Regions from separate parts of the Mus musculus genome. Here region 1 is linked to region 2. Evidence: chromatin contacts called from public HiChIP or PLAC-seq data. All regions are on one chromosome and are shown on one strand. Each heading gives the region's core, a stretch centred on a gene start, on an enhancer-like site or on the middle of the called end of the contact. The rest is flanking DNA. Distances are from core to core; before and after follow the strand shown.

Region 1 (3,963 bases), core at 173-2,672, 250 kb after region 2:
GAATGAATCAGTGCTTCAAAGGACTTAATTCCCAAGCCCCTGCTACAAGCCAAACAGCACGTCCTCATATGATGCTATCCTTGGCGGCTGTGTGCCTCAGGAGTAACAATCAAAAGGAAATGATGGGCAATATTCAACTGGAAAGAGGATGGTCAACTAAAACCATATCTTCACAGGAGTAAAAGTTCTCATGGTGGCTACAATTGGAAACAACCATTTTAGGGATGTTTTCTGCAACTTAAGTACTGCTTTGAAAACATAAAAAATTATTTTAGGAAAAATATTGTAAAATTAATTCCTTTCCCATTGATCAAGTCCTAATAAACAACCTAGGAAGGAATCTTAAAGTTTGAAGGAAACATCCCAACTGCCTTCCCAACAAACGACGATCGCATTTAAGCTAAAGCTATATTGCTTTCCGGTGGATAGGCATTTTTCTTTGCTGAAATTAATTAGAGTAAACATTTTCATTCATTTAGCGATGCATGTTACAAATCAGGCGCCCCTCCCTCCATAAAAGGAAATACACAGGCTCAGGAAACACAGTCAGATATACACACACCTGTTACTTTATTCCTTTTTCCGCTACATTTGTTGCAACAGATGAAAACCCACATCAGACTAAGGAAGAACTGCGCAAGTAGTTGTTTTATTTCAAGAAACTAGCTTTCTCAGGCTGGGCTTTTCTAAAGCATGGTCTTTAATCTGTCCAACTGTCTTTTCTAACATGCAGACCTAACCAGCTGTTAACAGGTCCTTTCATAAGCACCTGATACATCTCTCAAAATATAAAATCTCCCTCAGGATGTTACTGTACCTGCAAATGTGCTTACATTCATTCCATGGTTGAAACTAACTCCCTACAAGATTATAGTTAAACTTTTTTTCCTGGGAAGACATAGTCTTCTTTATAAAACTACCCTAGAGACATTCCAAGATCGCAGAAAGGCTGGCACTTCCTCCAGCAAGCACATCCCAGGTTGATGCTATTTCCACAGTCCAGCCTTCATTCCTTTCTAGTCTCAACAATTTCCACAGAGATCAAGCCTGTATGTTAGTGTGTGCAGCCCAGAGTAGTACTCTCTCAGCTCAAAGAATTAGCAGCATACCCCATGCTAAGGTTATATAATGACAGACCAACTCCTGCAAAAAGTGGGGTGGGGGAAGACAGTGAACAGCAGTGGTAATTCAACAAAATGAAAATCGTTTCCAGGAATCCCTATGAATACTTTGAACCAAAGAAGAAAGGTAATTTTACCTTAAATAATCAGTGTGTATATCAGTAGCCCTGAGGGGGAGGGGGGTGGAAATCATCTAATAATAAGATCTTGGTCGGAAATTCTTGCAAGGCCCAACTGAAATTTACAATCCCGTTACCAGGTTACAAGAGTGACATCTAGTGGACTCTTCCTGAAATGACTAAGGGGGGATTCAAATTAGAGCAAGGATTCCCAAAGCCTAATGTGAGAGTGAATCTCTGCTGGAAGAGTGAACCAGAGCCTGTCACATCTAACAAACACGCAGATGATACCCCTGCTGCCATTCCTAGACCTCTCATTGGAGCCATGTCCCAAGAGAGCTCACATCTGTTCCTACCCTCAGAAGACAAGTGGGTCAAAGGGACCCTTGACTCTGTCAGTGTTCCGACTTCATAGCCCCGCTCAGCAGCATAAATGCTGTTCCCTGTCTGCTCAGGTCTCCAATACATATTCACTTCAGCACTGAATACAATATATATTCCCTTTCATTGCAAACACCCCTTGTAGACTTTTGGTTTGCAATACTGGGGATGGAACTAGAGTCCATGAACGTAGAAAGAAACATTCTGCCACTGAACTATATATACAGCTAGACCCTAACTGAATTTTAGTATTAATTTTTACTTGTTTCAGAGCTCAATTTTTCTCCCACTACTCAAGTTAATTCGTTTTTGAATAGGGATCCACCATGGTAAGGTAACAAACCTATTCAGAATTTTAATACATTTTTCTGGGTTTATTTCTAAGAACTTCTAAGAAGCATAACTACAGAAACTCCAACTGCTGCCCAAATCCAGAACTGTGTGACTTATTCTAAAGAACCTTGACCTCTACACAGAATTATCAGTCTAGTATTTTTTTTGTTATTTTGAAGTTAGCAAAATGATGTTGTCATTTATTCACTTTACATCCCTATTGCAGGCCCCTGTGCTACCCTCACAAATTCCTCCTCCTATTGCTCCATCACATTCTACTCAGAGAAGGGGAAGCCCCCTTAGGTACTACCCTGACCCAGGACATCAGTCCCAGCAGGACTAATATCCTCTCCAACTGAAGCCTGTGCAGGCAATTCAGCTAGAGGAAAGAGATCCACTGGAGGGCAACAGAATTAAAGACTGCCCCTGTTCCAGTTGTTAGGGCACCCACACATCTGCTAGAAATTGTGAGAGTCCTAAGTGGAGCCACTGCATGATCTTTAGTTGGTGGTTCAGTCTCTGTGAGCTATCATGGGCCCAGGTTAATTAACTGTGTAGACCTTTTTGTGGTAATAGCCAGAAACTGGAACCAACTTAGATGTCCTTCAACTGAAGAATGGATAAAGAAAATGTGGTACATATACACAATGGAATACTATTAAAAACAACAACATCATGAAATTTGAAGGCAAATAGATGGAAGTAGAAAATATCATTCTCAGTGAGGTAACCCAAACCCAGAAATGCACACATGGTATGTATTCACTTATAAATGGACATTAGCCATAAAGTACAGGATAACCATGATACAATCTACAGACCCAAAATAAACTAAGTAATAAGGAGTGCCCAAGGTAGGAAGCTTGAATCTCACTCAGAAAGGGAAATAAAATAGATATCAGAGGCAGATGGAGAGAGGGACCTGGGTAGAAGAAGGAGTGAGACAGGGAATGGGAATGGGGATCAGCTGTGCGGAGGGGTGTGGGAGAAGGCTGAGAGAGAGAACAGAAATCTGTGTGGGGCATCTCTGGGACTAGTGGGAGATGTGGAATGGAGGAGGCTTCCAGAAGTCTATGGGGTTGACCCTATCTGAGACTCCTAGAAGCTGGGGCAATGGAGAGTGAAGTGGCCACCTCCTGTAGCCAAGCCCAAAATTTGTCCTGCCTACAAGATGCACAGGGATAAAAATGAAGCAGAGATTGAGGGAATGGCCAACTAATGACTGGTCCAACTTGAGACACATTCCATAGGAGAGAGCCAACTTCTGACACTTTTAATGATACTCTACTAAGCTTGCATGCAGGAGCCTAGCATAATTGTTTCCTAGGAGGCTTCATCCAGTGGCAGAGAAAAACAGATGCAGAGACCCACAGCCAAAGATCAGGCAGAGCTCAGAGACTCTTGTGAAAGAGCCCGAGGGGTCACAGACACCACAGCCTAGTCTCTTAACAGTAAATTAATCTCTCCTCCCCAGAGGAGCCCTGCAGGCCATACATGACTCCTCTTACCAAAGTCTCCCTCTGCTCTAGAGTAGACTTAGTTTCTAGTTCTACCAGCCTATGGCCTACAACCAATTTCCAACAAAGAAGGAGACCATTCTGTAATCTCTAAAACATACAAACATGCATGAAAACCACTTTCCAGTCCTGTCTTATTACAAAATTATTAACCTGGAACAAATACGTTTTACAAGCAGTAGAACCTCTATTTCAATCTAACAAATGCAGAAAAAGGAGAACTTCTTCCTTTGATATGAAGTTGGAATTTTTGGAAATGTGTCTACTTGTTTTCTTTCAAGCTTATCCTCTCATGTCCCAAATAGATCTTCTGTCTCCGACTCCTGCCCCAGCCTACAACCTTATGGAAATACCATTTGAAAACCAGAAGCCATGAGTCTCACAATAGCTGAAACCACCCAATCTCATGCATTGCTAAAAGATTGCATTTTCATTAAAATGATGGGGGGAGAGAGAGAACTGTTTCCCTACGAACTGACCTAATTACTATTC
Region 2 (4,188 bases), core at 1,656-4,155:
GCTGGAGAGGCAGACTTTAGAAAATGTCATGGTTCCCTGTGTGAGAAAGAAATGTGTCCAAAAATTCAAATTTGATCTCCTGAAATAAGGTATTAGCTCAAGTTGGTAGAGAGAAAGTGTGAAGAAGTTGGAGGGTAGATATATGAAAAGGCTGTAAAGCAGAGCCAAGGGAAGTGGGCAGGGCACCAACAGCCTATCCTGTGAGTATGGTGCCAGCACTAGAAATGAGATAAATGAAGCCTATTCACAAACTCCCCAAGAGTTCATAAAGGTCAACAGATAAAAAACTATAAGGGAAGAAGTAAATTACTAAGAAACTGGTGAATGGCAAGTATCAGCTGCTCTGTACCATATTTAAAAATATCACTGAAGAGAAGAGCTTGCCACCTGTTGAGGGTTAGAATTAACAAGAATTTAAGACAGGGAGTCAAGACAAACTGAGAGCTTCCATGTAGGTGAGAAGGCATGGCACTTTTCCTTACAACCCAGAAAAACATTGCGCTTCTGCATACGTGAATTCTGTAAGGAGTGTTTTTAAAATGTGTTCTTCTTCCTCCCCCTTTTACAAACTCAGATGCTCTAGGGTAGGGTGTATCCAAAAGTGTGTGTTTACAGAGCTCTGAAGGTGAGAGTGATGAACACTCAAGAGGGTTGTTCTACCACACTCGGGACAGTGGTCCAGGAAGCTCAGCTAAGCACCAAGTATATACTAAGCTACAAAGTATATACCAAGTATGTACCTTACTACATGCCTGACACATCCTCTCCCCTTCCAAATATCCAGTGAATAACCAGGAATGGGAAGACAGTTTGGACCACATAAAGTAATACACTCCAGAGAGCAGGCTCTTATTTACAAACCTGAGACTCAGAATTCTAGGAGGTCCTTTCAGTAAGGTAAAATGAGAGACTTGGATTCCTTTTTTGATCAACAGAAGGCTGGGCCATTAATGGCTGACCATAATCTCTATAGACTTCCTGAGAGTTGTGGGATTTTGTCCTTGGCCTCTATTGGAAAGTTGGCTGGCTTATAGTATTGTAAGACTCTGGCAAGCCTTAACTTACTGGAGACCCCCTGAGTGAAAGACTCAGAGTCGGGGATCGATGCAAAACCAAGATGAATTTGATTGTTCCAGCATGCTGGGATTGCCTGCACACAAAGGAAAGAGAATGACCCTGTGCAGCATGTTTGGCGAGTTTTTATACAGTTTTCAGAGCAGCAGCCATTAGGCACAATATGATTGGCAGAATAGTGTGACTTTTAAACTGATTGGTCTTTAGGGAATGAGGTGTTAAGACTTCCCTTATCTGTAGGTGGCCAATGGTTGGTCCACAATGTGTCTACAGGTTCTGGGCTTCCCCCACTTGCAGGTGGCCAATGGTCAGTCCCCCCAACCCTCTGTGGTCTGAGGAATGTAATTAAGCCTCTCCCTTCTAGAGGGGAGGGGTGCCTAATGCTCCATGACCTTTCTCTTCCAGGAGGGAGGGGTCTAGTGGAATTTTCCAAATGCCCTGAGCTGACCTCTTCAGTATGTACCTTGCCTCATAAGAAGACTGGCTAGTTGTCTATGGCAACAGACAAGAAAGGAGAACTAAGAGCTACCATAGTTTGAAATAATAAATAATATTTTCCCACAGTGAAATTGTTGAGAATGAAGAGACAAGGAACATCCAATAGCATGACTTATGAAATAATGCAGTTTTGTGGGACAGGCTCTGTGGACTAGTTATGACCATGTAATACATGGGGGCAGCATTTTAAGTCAAGTTGATAAGTCCTTACTCCTGGGAATAGAAATAGAACTTGCAGTTTGGGTAAATTACCCTGTCAAGGAGTGCAGAGTGGGTAGGAGAGATGGATTTTTAGATGAGGAAATTCTATTAGAAGGTTTAAATAAAGAACTATGCATAAGCAGAACATACAAGAGAAAACCTAGAGGTACATGAAGAAGAAAACAAGAGGCATTTAAGAGAAAGCAATAGATACTGATAAGTTCAACAAACCTGAAAACATTCATTAGTAACCCCAGAACAACAGTCTTTAAAATTCTCCACACACTAAAAGCTGGGACAAAGCAACTGCCAGTGCACAGATGTCGGGTGGCATTCACACCTACCACAGAGGGGTTCTGAAATGAACAAACCAACAATTCCAGGTGTTCCTAAGACATTCTTTCCCACTTTTTCAGAATGGCTAGAACCATCTTAAAGCCAGAATCCTGACTAAACAAGGTGAGGTCAAACAGGTACAAAGTCAGCAATCACAACCACAGCTTCACATAAACAGAAATCAGGATTTCCCAAATCCTGTGATTAGGTCAGGAAATCTCAAATCCCTGAACCAATTGATTAATACAACTCTGATGGCTTCAGGAAACAAATCGAAGTGGAGTTAGTTAAGAGGAGGCCGTGTAAGAAAAGCTATACTTAAACATAATTTGTCCCTTCCTTCCTTGCCTTTAGGGGAAGTGCGATGGAAGATGTTGCCCAGATCATAGCCCCCGTTTGGGCAAAGTTCTAGGTTATCATCTCAGTATCCTTCTTGCACTTTGATCTTAGTCATGCTGACAAAGGAAACAAGTGGAGTAAGCTAGACAAGCCCCTAAAGCGAGGTAATCATGACGGATGAGCATAGGGCTGAGCTGTTCCAGCTGGCCTCCCAGGCCCTCAGCAGGCCCTGTGTGATGTATTAGCAGGAGGAGCCCAGGTGCGGAGACCTTGCTTGCAGGCTCACCGAGTGCAGTCAGGCCATTAACTGATGGAAGCATTGAGTAACTGATGAAAAAAGCATGCAACGGAACGCCAGCCAGGAAATGGTTACAAATTAGAAAAAGAAAGCGCTATCAAGGGCAGAGGGGCCTCCTATGCCACAGCCATAAAAGCACTTCCTCTTTTTCTTGACTTCAGAAACACAGAGTGGAATTCTCTCCATATGAAATCTGTCCCAAGTCACCGGCTGCACTAAACCCCAACCTGTCCTTTTCGATGTGTTCGCACCGCAGTCACGCAGAAACAGATGTCCCTGTTTTGCTGTCACGTTGTTAAGGTAAAGTGTCACAGGACTTAGGGAATATCAGCCTATGACCTTTCCAGTGAGATTCTCCAGCACCCCATAGATTCTTTGGTTCTCTAAAAAAATCTGGATCCTTCAAGTTAGAGAAAGGTCACCAGCATGGTGACTCTGACAGGCTCTGTGACTGAGTTTAGCAGGACTTCCCTCAGCTCGCAAGTTTGGTGTAATTCTGATCCCTAAAAGTTTATTTATCTCATGATTCCTGTTGTACTGTCCTGGCTATCTGAGAATCATGGCCTCAGGCCAGGCTCCTATACTCCTAAAGCAGTCAGAATCTGCATTCGCAACACACACACACCCTTCTCTCTCTCTCTCCTCCCAATCAGTCACATATAAACAGAAATCAGCTTCAGTCACCACATTTCTGTTTGTCTCTCTAACAAGAGAGCTACTTTTTGAACTAAGCCTAATTGTGGCATCCTCCCACCAACAAACCAAGCACATATGGTGTCCTCTGGAGTTCGTAGAATGAATGGATCAGCCTGGACTGTCCATATTTATTGTGACCAAACACAACCTATATTTATTTCTCTTTCTATTTTGGATTGTTTTTTAGTGATTTAACTAAACCACTTCTTAAAAATGGTTTCTAGTTATACGTGGGTACAGGTTGGGATGTTTATAGGAATGATATTGTTCCTGACATAGTCAGCAGGAGTCAGTTCTCTCCCTTCAGAGACAGGCTATCCCAAAGGAAGATAAATAAAACTTTACTTTCAACAAAAATTCCATTAACTCCTTTATAATAAAAAGCAGAATTTTAACCCCAAAGCTGAAACCCTTACTAAGAATGTAATCAAAATACAAATTTTCCAAAAAAGCAATTAGGGAAGGATCTGAAGAGAAGCTTGTAGGCAAAGAGCATTCCTATCTTGAGTGCAGAGGCCTTAGAGGTACTGAGAGAGGTCACAGATCACGTATATACAGAGATGTGGGCTACAGACAGACAGAGGCCATGAGCATGCTTCCATGTGGTCCAGAGAAAAGAAGACAGGAAAGAATGAAGGCAGGAAAGGGCCATAACAAGACTGTGGAACCTTTTAAAGACATCAAGTGAGACAGTCAGCAGTTCACTTCTGTGAGAAACTGTGAGAAAACCTAGTGAAGAGCTTGAG

Evidence for each region. HiChIP or PLAC-seq counts read pairs in DNA pulled down with a chosen protein or histone mark.
Region 1: an H3K27ac HiChIP or PLAC-seq map of double positive thymocytes shows a contact between it and region 2, with 3 times the contacts expected there. The contact joins two enhancer-like sites. A contact is called at or near these places in 1 of 39 promoter capture datasets (pre-B cells), 2 of 115 datasets of contacts at active chromatin or transcription factors (double positive thymocytes and large pre-B cells) and 1 of 9 other capture datasets (embryonic stem cells).

Annotation. Positions count from the first base shown.
Region 1 is chr13:17,431,254-17,435,216 of GRCm38.p6, forward strand. All of the region lies in intron 9 of Sugct (succinyl-CoA glutarate-CoA transferase), which reads right to left. Among named protein-coding and RNA genes, the nearest start is that of Gm24873, 7.6 kb to the right of the region's middle. Within about 2 kb of position 1,423, at least 11 of the 459 cell types and tissues checked have an H3K27ac peak or open chromatin away from gene starts, as enhancers often do. A contact at or near this core is called in double positive thymocytes, where this site is marked.
Region 2 is chr13:17,182,681-17,186,868 of GRCm38.p6, forward strand. All of the region lies in intron 12 of Sugct (succinyl-CoA glutarate-CoA transferase), which reads right to left. Among named protein-coding and RNA genes, the nearest start is that of Gm25020, 21 kb to the right of the region's middle. Within about 2 kb of position 2,906, at least 74 of the 459 cell types and tissues checked have an H3K27ac peak or open chromatin away from gene starts, as enhancers often do. A contact at or near this core is called in double positive thymocytes, where this site is marked.